Linked DNA regions of Mus musculus: region 1 is linked to region 2. The links are chromatin contacts, called in public promoter capture Hi-C maps. All regions are on one chromosome and are shown on one strand. Each heading gives the region's core, a stretch centred on a gene start, on an enhancer-like site or on the middle of the called end of the contact. The rest is flanking DNA. Distances are from core to core; before and after follow the strand shown. Region 1 holds the start of Gpr84 (G protein-coupled receptor 84). Region 2 holds the start of Myg1 (melanocyte proliferating gene 1).

Region 1 (4,065 bases), core at 440-2,939, 980 kb after region 2:
TTCCCGGGGCTTGCGATGCACTTCTGGAAGGCTTCTCTCTGCGATCTGTTGAGCTGCCTTTCTAATGCCCTGGCCCCCAGCTTCTGACGAATCACCTTCCAGGGTCTGCGTGGTCGCAGCACTGACTGGCTCAGATGAAATCCCCTCGCTGGGCCCTCTTGAGGCAACCCCGCTGTCTAGCTCCTGGAAGTGGCCAGGCATGGCTTCTTGTGTCCCAGCCACCTGATGAGAGCGGATGCTGGCCTGATGCAGCCCGTATTGGTCCAGTGCTCGAGCCGCACGCTTCACTTGCCGGTGGATGAGGCAGTAGAAGACGCCCACGCTGCTGAGCCCAAGCACAAAGTAGATGCCCATGAGGATGGTGGTGTAAGGCCGGCCTCGCATGCGGTCAAAGCTGCAGGTGCAGACAACTGGCACCAAGACAAAAACATTCCAGAGGGGGGCAAAGCTGGTCACCCCCACAACCCAGCTGCCCACCAGTGCCAGCACGATCCCCTTGGCACTGAAAACCTGGGGAAAGAGCTTAGGGTGGGCAATGAGGAGGTAGCGTCCTAGAGCAATGAGACAGAGGGTGAGGATGGAGACAGAATTGGAAGTAAAGAGGAGGAGTCCAAATATTCTACAGAAGACCGCGCCGGTACGCCAATGGAGGTGGAGGTATGTGTCCACGGAGAAAGGCTGCAGGAGCGTGCAGTAGAGTAGATCAGCCAGGGTGAGGTTGGCAATGAGCAGGTTGAAGCGGGTTCGGAGCTTGGGACGAATGGCCAAGGCCAGCAGAGTGAGCACATTGCCCACCGTGCCTGTCACAGCCACTGCCACGCCCCAGATAATTGCAAAGTATCGATAGCCCAACACAGACTCATGGTAGCAGGAGAAGTTGGCATCTGAGCTGTTCCACATGATGGAGACTGAAGGGAGAGGAGGAAAGGGAGATGGTATGAGAACTTGCTTCTCCAGTTGCTTCCTTTGAAGCAACTCCCTTGCTCTGCTCCTAGAACTCACTTTAATTCTTGGCTGGAAAGCACTTGATCTCAAAGTTCCCTGTTATCTCCTGTAGGTTCTCTCTACCTTTTCCTTTCACATTTTTGGACTTCTTTTCTAAATTCTTATCAAATGTCTCTTCTGGAAATGTGTTAATTTTGTTTCTCCAAACCTCAGGCCCCTTCAATATGTGTGGGATGCTCCCCATAAACCTGGCAGCTTCCATCCTAATTACTTCCCAGATCTTGAAGACCAGCCAAGAGCCCTGTGCTCCTTGATCCCCCTCCCTTTTCCCCCTCTTCTTTCCTTTCTCCTTCTTCCCTTCTTCCTCTCCTCCTCTCTTCCTCTCCCCCTTCTTCCTCCCTTTCCCCTTCTCTCTCCTGTGTCTTGTTATATAGCCAGGCTGGTCTTAGCTCACAAAGATTCTCAGGCCTCATACATATACCACTATTCTCCTCACCTCACATTTTCTGATTGTGACTACCTGAGAAATGAGAGGATCGAGAAAATAAGACCATGCACAACACACACACACACACACACACACACACACACACACACACACACACGGTATGCTCACCTGAGGTTCCCAGTTTTCACACTTGTCTTCAGTAAACAATATCTAGCTCACCTAAAGAGCAGGTCTTTTGAGGGGCAGTCAGGCTTCCAGCTTTTCTAGGGACAGCCAGGCTTCCAGCTGGACATATAATGCCTCCTACCATGCTAGACAGAAATAAGAAACTCCCAAGTTACCCAACCTTAGCCACTTCCTTCCCCACCTCCAGCTAGTCCTACTAATTTTACCGTGGCTGCTAAAGTCCGAGCTTCTCTGTTGAAATTCCCCTGCAACTTACTCTAGAGTTGTCTCACTCTTTCTTCTCTCCTTCCTGAAACCCAAATGTTATTTCCTTCCTTTCTCTGAGGCAGAACCTCTCTAAGGTCATTGCTGAGAACTGTCGAACAGCGAGACAGTGTCAGATCCTCTGGACTACTTCTGTTTTTTTTTTTTTTTCTCTTGAGATAGGGTCTGATTCATTATCCCAGTCTGCCATGGAACTCACAGAAATTCCCCTGCATCAGCCACTTGAGCACTGTGAGTATAAGTACAAACTACCAAATCTGACTGGGCCACTTCTCAAGCGGTCAAAAACAGACCAGGTGTTAGAAGTAATGCTCAGCGCCTCCAGAGAGCTTGGGCTTGTTTAGCAACAACAGCACTTCCTTTCTTCTCTTCAGAGACTGGAGATGGGTTACCTCAGAGGGTCCCAAATGACACTTCAGCACATATGAGAAGTGGAGTCAGATAAAAAGGGACTGGCAAGATGGCTCAGACTGAGTTGTCTTCCAGGACTTATAGAAACAAGAATCAATTCCTGCAAGCTGTTCTCTGAGTTTCATACAAGTTCTGTGGGACATATATACCTATAAACACCCACATAAATAAGTGCAATTAAAAAAAAAATTGAGGGCTGGTGAGATGGCTCAGTGGGTAAGAGCACCCGACTGCTCTTCCGAAGGTCCGGAGTTCAAATCCCAGCAACCACATGGTGGCTCACAACCATCTGTAACAAGATCTGACGCCCTCTTCTGGAGTGTCTGAAGACAGCTACAGTGTACTTACATATAATAAATAAATAAATCTTTAAAAAAAAATTGAGGGGCTGGAGATATGACTCAGCAGTTAAGAACACTGGCTGCTTTTCCAGAGGTCCTGAGTTCAACTTCCAGCAACCACATGGTGGCTCACAACCATCTGGAATGGGATCTGATGCCCTCTTCTGGTGTGTCTGAAGACAGCAACAGTGTACTCACATATATTAAATAAATAAATCTTTAAAAAAAATAAATTCAGACAGGGTCTTACTGTATATAGACTTGGCTGACCTGGAGCTCACTATAAAGACCAGGCTGGCCTCAAACTCACAGAGATCCACTGGCCTGTGCCTCCTCAGAGCTGGAATGGAAGGTAGGAACAGGGGCTGAATGTACAGGTTGATGATCACAGTTCTTTAGGCTTTTCAGACTCACATAGTGAGTTCTAGGCCAGCCTTGGTAATTTTGGTGAATGAGAATTTATCTCCAAATAAAAAGTAAATTTGGCTGAGGATGTAAGTCAGTGGTAGAGTGCTTACCCAGCATGCTCAAGGTCCTGGGTTCAATTCCCACTTCTAACTTCTCAGATTCTACTTCTCAGATATGTAAACCAAGCAAGCTGGTCCACACCTGTCATCCCAGCCCTCGGGAGATGGAAAAGATCAGGAGTTCAAGGTCATCCTCAGCTATGAAGTAATTTTGAGGCCAGCCTAGGCCATAGAAGACTCTGTTTTTAAATAAATAAATTAATCCTGGCACAGTAGTCCATGCCTTTTATCCCAGTACTTAAGAGCCAGAGGCAGGTGGATCTCTGAGTTCAAGGATAGCTTCACTCAAGGTAGTGAGTTCCAAGGTAGCCAAGGCTAAATAGAGAAACCCTGTCTCACAAAGCCAAACCAAAACCAAAATCACAGATGCTAAATTGATAGCCAGACTGTTGACTCTTGCTTACAGTCCCAGCTCTTAGGAGTCAGAAGCATTTTGAGGCCAGGCTGGGCACAAAGTGAGACTTTGTTTTAAAAACAAACAAACAAGCAAACAGACAGATGACCCCTGTTTTGTGGTTAGTTGGTGGGGCTGCTAAGCAAGAGACTGAAGGACTATAATGTACCCAGGGTTCATTCCCCAGCACCAAAAAGAAAGATAAGAAACATGGGAGGAAGGACAAGTTTAGGGAGGGGAGGGAATGATATATTCTATTTTGAAACATCAAGTTTGGGGCTTATCAGTTTCCCAGCCTCTCCAACTCATTTTTCCTAGTCCCTCTGTGCCATCCTCCCCACACCAAGACAGCCATTATTCTCCACCTATTCAATTTTTATGTTTAGTTATTTATTTTGTGTGTGTAGGTCAGGGGAGTGGGGGGACGTACATGCCACAGTGCAGATAAATAACTTGAGGGAGCTGTGTTCTAAGGATCAAGGACTAAGGTAATCGCAGCACTCAAGAGTATGGGTGCTTTGTTTGCACGTATGTCTCTGCATCATGTGC
Region 2 (3,907 bases), core at 332-2,831:
GCAACAACCTATAACTCCAGTACCAGGAGATAATGCCTTCTGTAGCTCCTGCATGAACATGGTATGTACAGGTACACACACACACACACTATAAATATTAAAATTAAAAAAGAAAACAAACAAGGTCTGGCTGGGAGATGGCTGAGTGGGCTTGCTGCATGACCATGAGGACTTGAGTTCAAATCTCCAGCACCCACATAAAAGTTGTGGACATGGCCCAAGTACTTGTAAGCCCAATGCTGGTGGAACAGAGACAAATAGATCCTAGGAGTTCACTGGCTGGCCAGCCTAGTTGAATTGGTGAGGCTCAATAAAGACCCTGTCTCAAGGGGTAGGCAGAGAACGACAAAGCACAACAAGACGCCTCATGTTCTCCGTTGGTCTCCTCCACACATCACATATGCCTAGTGGTGGACACATGCCCACACCCCATACAAGTATGAAGGAAGAATATGGATTGTAGCATGAGACTTGAGGACATCTCCTCCAGGTTAAAACCATGTCTCTGTGGGAGGCAGATCTCAGTGAGTTTGAGGACAGCCAGGACTATGTAAAGAGCCTGTCTCAAAACAAGCAACAACGTGAAAGATGTTTCTGTTTCTCTTTGATATCTGGCGTGTTATTATCTAGATTCTGAAAGTGATGTAACGTATGTAAGTGTTTGAATGACTGAGAAGAAAGATTCCTGTTAATGATTCGGGATGAAATGGCTGTAAATAAGCTGGGCGTGGTGGCACGCACGCCTTTAATCCCGGTACTCGGGAGGCAGAGGCAGGCAGATTTCTGATTTCCAGACTGGTCTACAGAGTGAGTTCCAGGACAGCCGGGCCTATACAGAGAAACCCTGTCTGAAAAACCGTAAAAAAAAAAAGAAGAAAAGAAAATAGCCTAGATTCTATAGCCAGTCTACTTGGCGCAGCCTCCTGATTTATTTTTTGAGTGGTGTTAGGGATTGAATATGGCCTCCAGTCTGACAGTCTTTTCTGCTTATGGTTAACATTTTGTTTATTTTTACATTCCAGTGGTTAGCATACTGACAACCCTGTAGACTCTAAGTCTGTGTGTTTGTGTCCCCCACAGTTTAACGGCAGTGTTCTTAGCCCTGGGTTCTCACTAGGCTGTGACTGCTCCTTCTTTTCTTGTAGCTGTCATGGAAATGATGAGCCAGAAGATTCAGCAGCTCACAGCCCTGGGGGCAGCGCAGGCCACGGTCAAAGCCTGAGAGTGCACTGCAGAAATGAAGCAGAGTGAGGGACCCTTCTTCAAGGGGCCTGGGACTTTTTCCGGCAATGGCCTCCTGGGAAAGTGGCCTGGGAAGAGAGTGTTTTGTGTTTAATGTTAATAAATGTGACCGCTGCGCAAATGGGGTGGTCTATTCTTGCATTAAACAAGGGCCTGGTGCTGAACTGGGAGTGCCCAGGAGGTGTACTTTTGCCAAGAGCCCCCTAGCCACACGGCCTTATAGAGGTTCCAACCAGAGGTTTGGGGACCTGTAAAAAGGTTTTGCGCTAAGTAGTGCACAGTGTTGTTGCCATGGGGACGGATGGCGGGCGGAAGTGAAGCTGTGCCTGACACTTCCTCTTCCGGGTCGACCTTCCCTTGGAGGGAACTATATGGGTAGACGTTTCCTGCGTGGTATCTTAACATTGCCGCTCCGGTCAGTTCTCCAAGCCCAGCACCGCATGCTTGGCTCAGAGCAGGATCCGCCCGCTAAAAGACCTCGCAACAACCTCATGGCACCGCCCCGAATCGGGACGCACAACGGCACCTTCCACTGCGATGAAGCTCTGGCTTGCGCGTTGCTCCGCCTCCTGCCCGAGTACGCGGTACGGACCTGCGAACCTAACCCGGTCCCCTCTGATGCTGCAATGGCCTGAGAACCGCCTTCCCCGAGACGCACGCCCTGGAAACCCAACTTTAATCCTGACTCCTACCTGACAGCCCCTTCCTCTGTGCCTGCAGAACGCAGAGATTGTGCGGACTCGGGATCCTGAAAAGTTGGCTTCGTGTGACATCGTGGTGGATGTGGGCGGTGAGTACAACCCCCAGAGTCACCGTTATGATCATCACCAGAGGTGAGTTCACACTCGCTGCCTGTTCTCTTGACTTTCTTGATTTAGCTTTAGTGCTCCAATCCCACCACCCACTGCCCAAGTTCATGACAGCAAAGACCACTGCCTCCTCATCGTTGAAGTCAAGCAATTTATCGCTCTGGGAATTAAAGCTCGCTTCGAGCCTGCTCCTTGGCCTGGAACCTCCCTCAGGTCCCTCCCGCCATAACTTTTTTTCACACTGGCAGTTTTCCATTCACTTGTCCTTGCCACAAGCTGCTGGATCCTTCTAGTTCAAGGATAATCTACTGAGGTGGCCTTTTGCTTTGTTTTTATTCTACTTTAAGAGTAGGGGTGTCTTGTCTGCATTCATGTCTGTACATCAAATGCATTGGTGTCCAAGGAGGACGGAAAAAAGGTATCAGGATCCCCTGGAATTGGAGTTAAAGAAGTCATGAGACACCGCGTGGATGCAGGGAATTGAACCTGCCTCCTCTGCAAGAGCAGCCAGCTCTTTTAGCCATCTCCAGCCCCATGATGGTTAGTTATCAGTTTGATAAAATTTCGATTCTAGAATCACCTGGGAATCGGTCCGTTGAGGGGGTATCCAGATGGGGTTGGCCGTGTTTGTAGGGTGTCTTTGATTGCCCTGTAAGGCCCTGCCCACTGTGGGAGGCACTAATCCCTGGGCTGTGTGAGCGAAGGAAGATGGCCAAGCACTAGCAGCCTGCATGCACTTGTCTCTCTGCTCTTGTCTGGGTGAGATGTGACTCCCCATTCTAAGTTTCTCCCACCTTCCCCTCTGTGATGGGATGTTGTGATGTTGTGAGCTAAAATAAACATTTTTTGCCTCTGAAGTTGATTTTTGTCAGGTGTCTCATCACAGCAGCAGACATGGAAATGGGCTGTTACATGTTATATATTCCCAGTACCACTGCACTGTCCTCCCTCACCTCAGACACATAACCAGGCTCTGGTGCATGTCCCCACCTTTGCTGAAAGATAAGCGCTTCTTGTATATGTTTCTTCACTTTTCCTACGTCCAAAATCTCACAATTCCACTTTCCAATTTAGGAAAATTGGTTCCCTTCTGTTGTTTGTTTTGTTTTGTTTTGAGACATGCCTTTCTCTATCGCACTGGCTGTCTTGGAACTGCCTCTGTAGTCCAGGCTGGCCTCAGTCTCACAGAGATACGGCTGCCTTTGCCTCCTGAGTGCTGGAATTAAAGGTGTGTGCCACCACGCCTGGCATCTTTTTGTTCTTTTTAAAGTGGATACGTGAGTAAATATCATCTGTGTGGGATGTGAATAGCCTTTTCTTGTCCTCTAAAGTAACAGCTACTTGCCTAACATCTGCAACCTGTTAGGCATTATAAGTAATTTAGAGATGATCTAAAAGATACAAGAGGAGGAGCAAGGTGCATGGTGTACACCTGTAACTCCAGTACTTCCTGAGTAGAGGCTGGAGGGTCATGAGTTCAAGGTCATCATCTGTTTGTTAGCAAGTTTGAGCCTAGCCTGGATCACATAAAACCCATTCCCATCAAGGAAAAAGAATGTAGCCCCGTATGATAGTCTGCACCTTTAATCCCAGGCGGTGAGAGCCAAAGCAGGGAATGATTTCCAGGACAACACAGAGAAACTCTGTCTCCAAAAACAGGAGGATGTGTGTCCTTTACAGGCAAACACTGTCCCATTTTACATAAAGAACTTGACATCTGGAGGTCAGGCCCTTAGGAACCACAGACAGTGACAGTTAGGGACAGTTGCTCTGTTGTTTGTCCCCCTCCCACAGATGAACTTTAAAGGACAGGATCTTTGATTTTTCTCCATAATGTTCAAAACACAAAACTCAAC

The links. Capture Hi-C pulls out chosen DNA fragments and counts their contacts.
Region 1: a promoter capture Hi-C map of liver shows a contact between it and region 2, with 2.2 times the contacts expected there. The contact joins the promoter of Gpr84 here to the promoter of Myg1 in region 2. A contact is called at or near these places in 1 of 39 promoter capture datasets (pre-B cells), 1 of 115 datasets of contacts at active chromatin or transcription factors (embryonic midbrain) and 1 of 9 other capture datasets (liver).

The regions. Positions count from the first base shown.
Region 1 is chr15:103,308,749-103,312,813 of GRCm38.p6, forward strand. Gpr84 (G protein-coupled receptor 84) reads right to left here and starts at 1,690. Exons shown (of 2, transcript NM_030720.2): 1 at 1,562-1,690; 2 at 1-908. The coding sequence starts at 900.
Region 2 is chr15:102,330,128-102,334,034 of GRCm38.p6, forward strand. It overlaps Myg1 (melanocyte proliferating gene 1), which reads left to right and starts at 1,582. Exons shown (of 7, transcript NM_021713.2): 1 at 1,582-1,826; 2 at 1,963-2,075. The coding sequence starts at 1,614. It overlaps Pfdn5 (prefoldin 5), which reads left to right. Exons shown (of 6, transcript NM_027044.3): 6 at 1,146-1,363. The coding sequence ends at 1,222.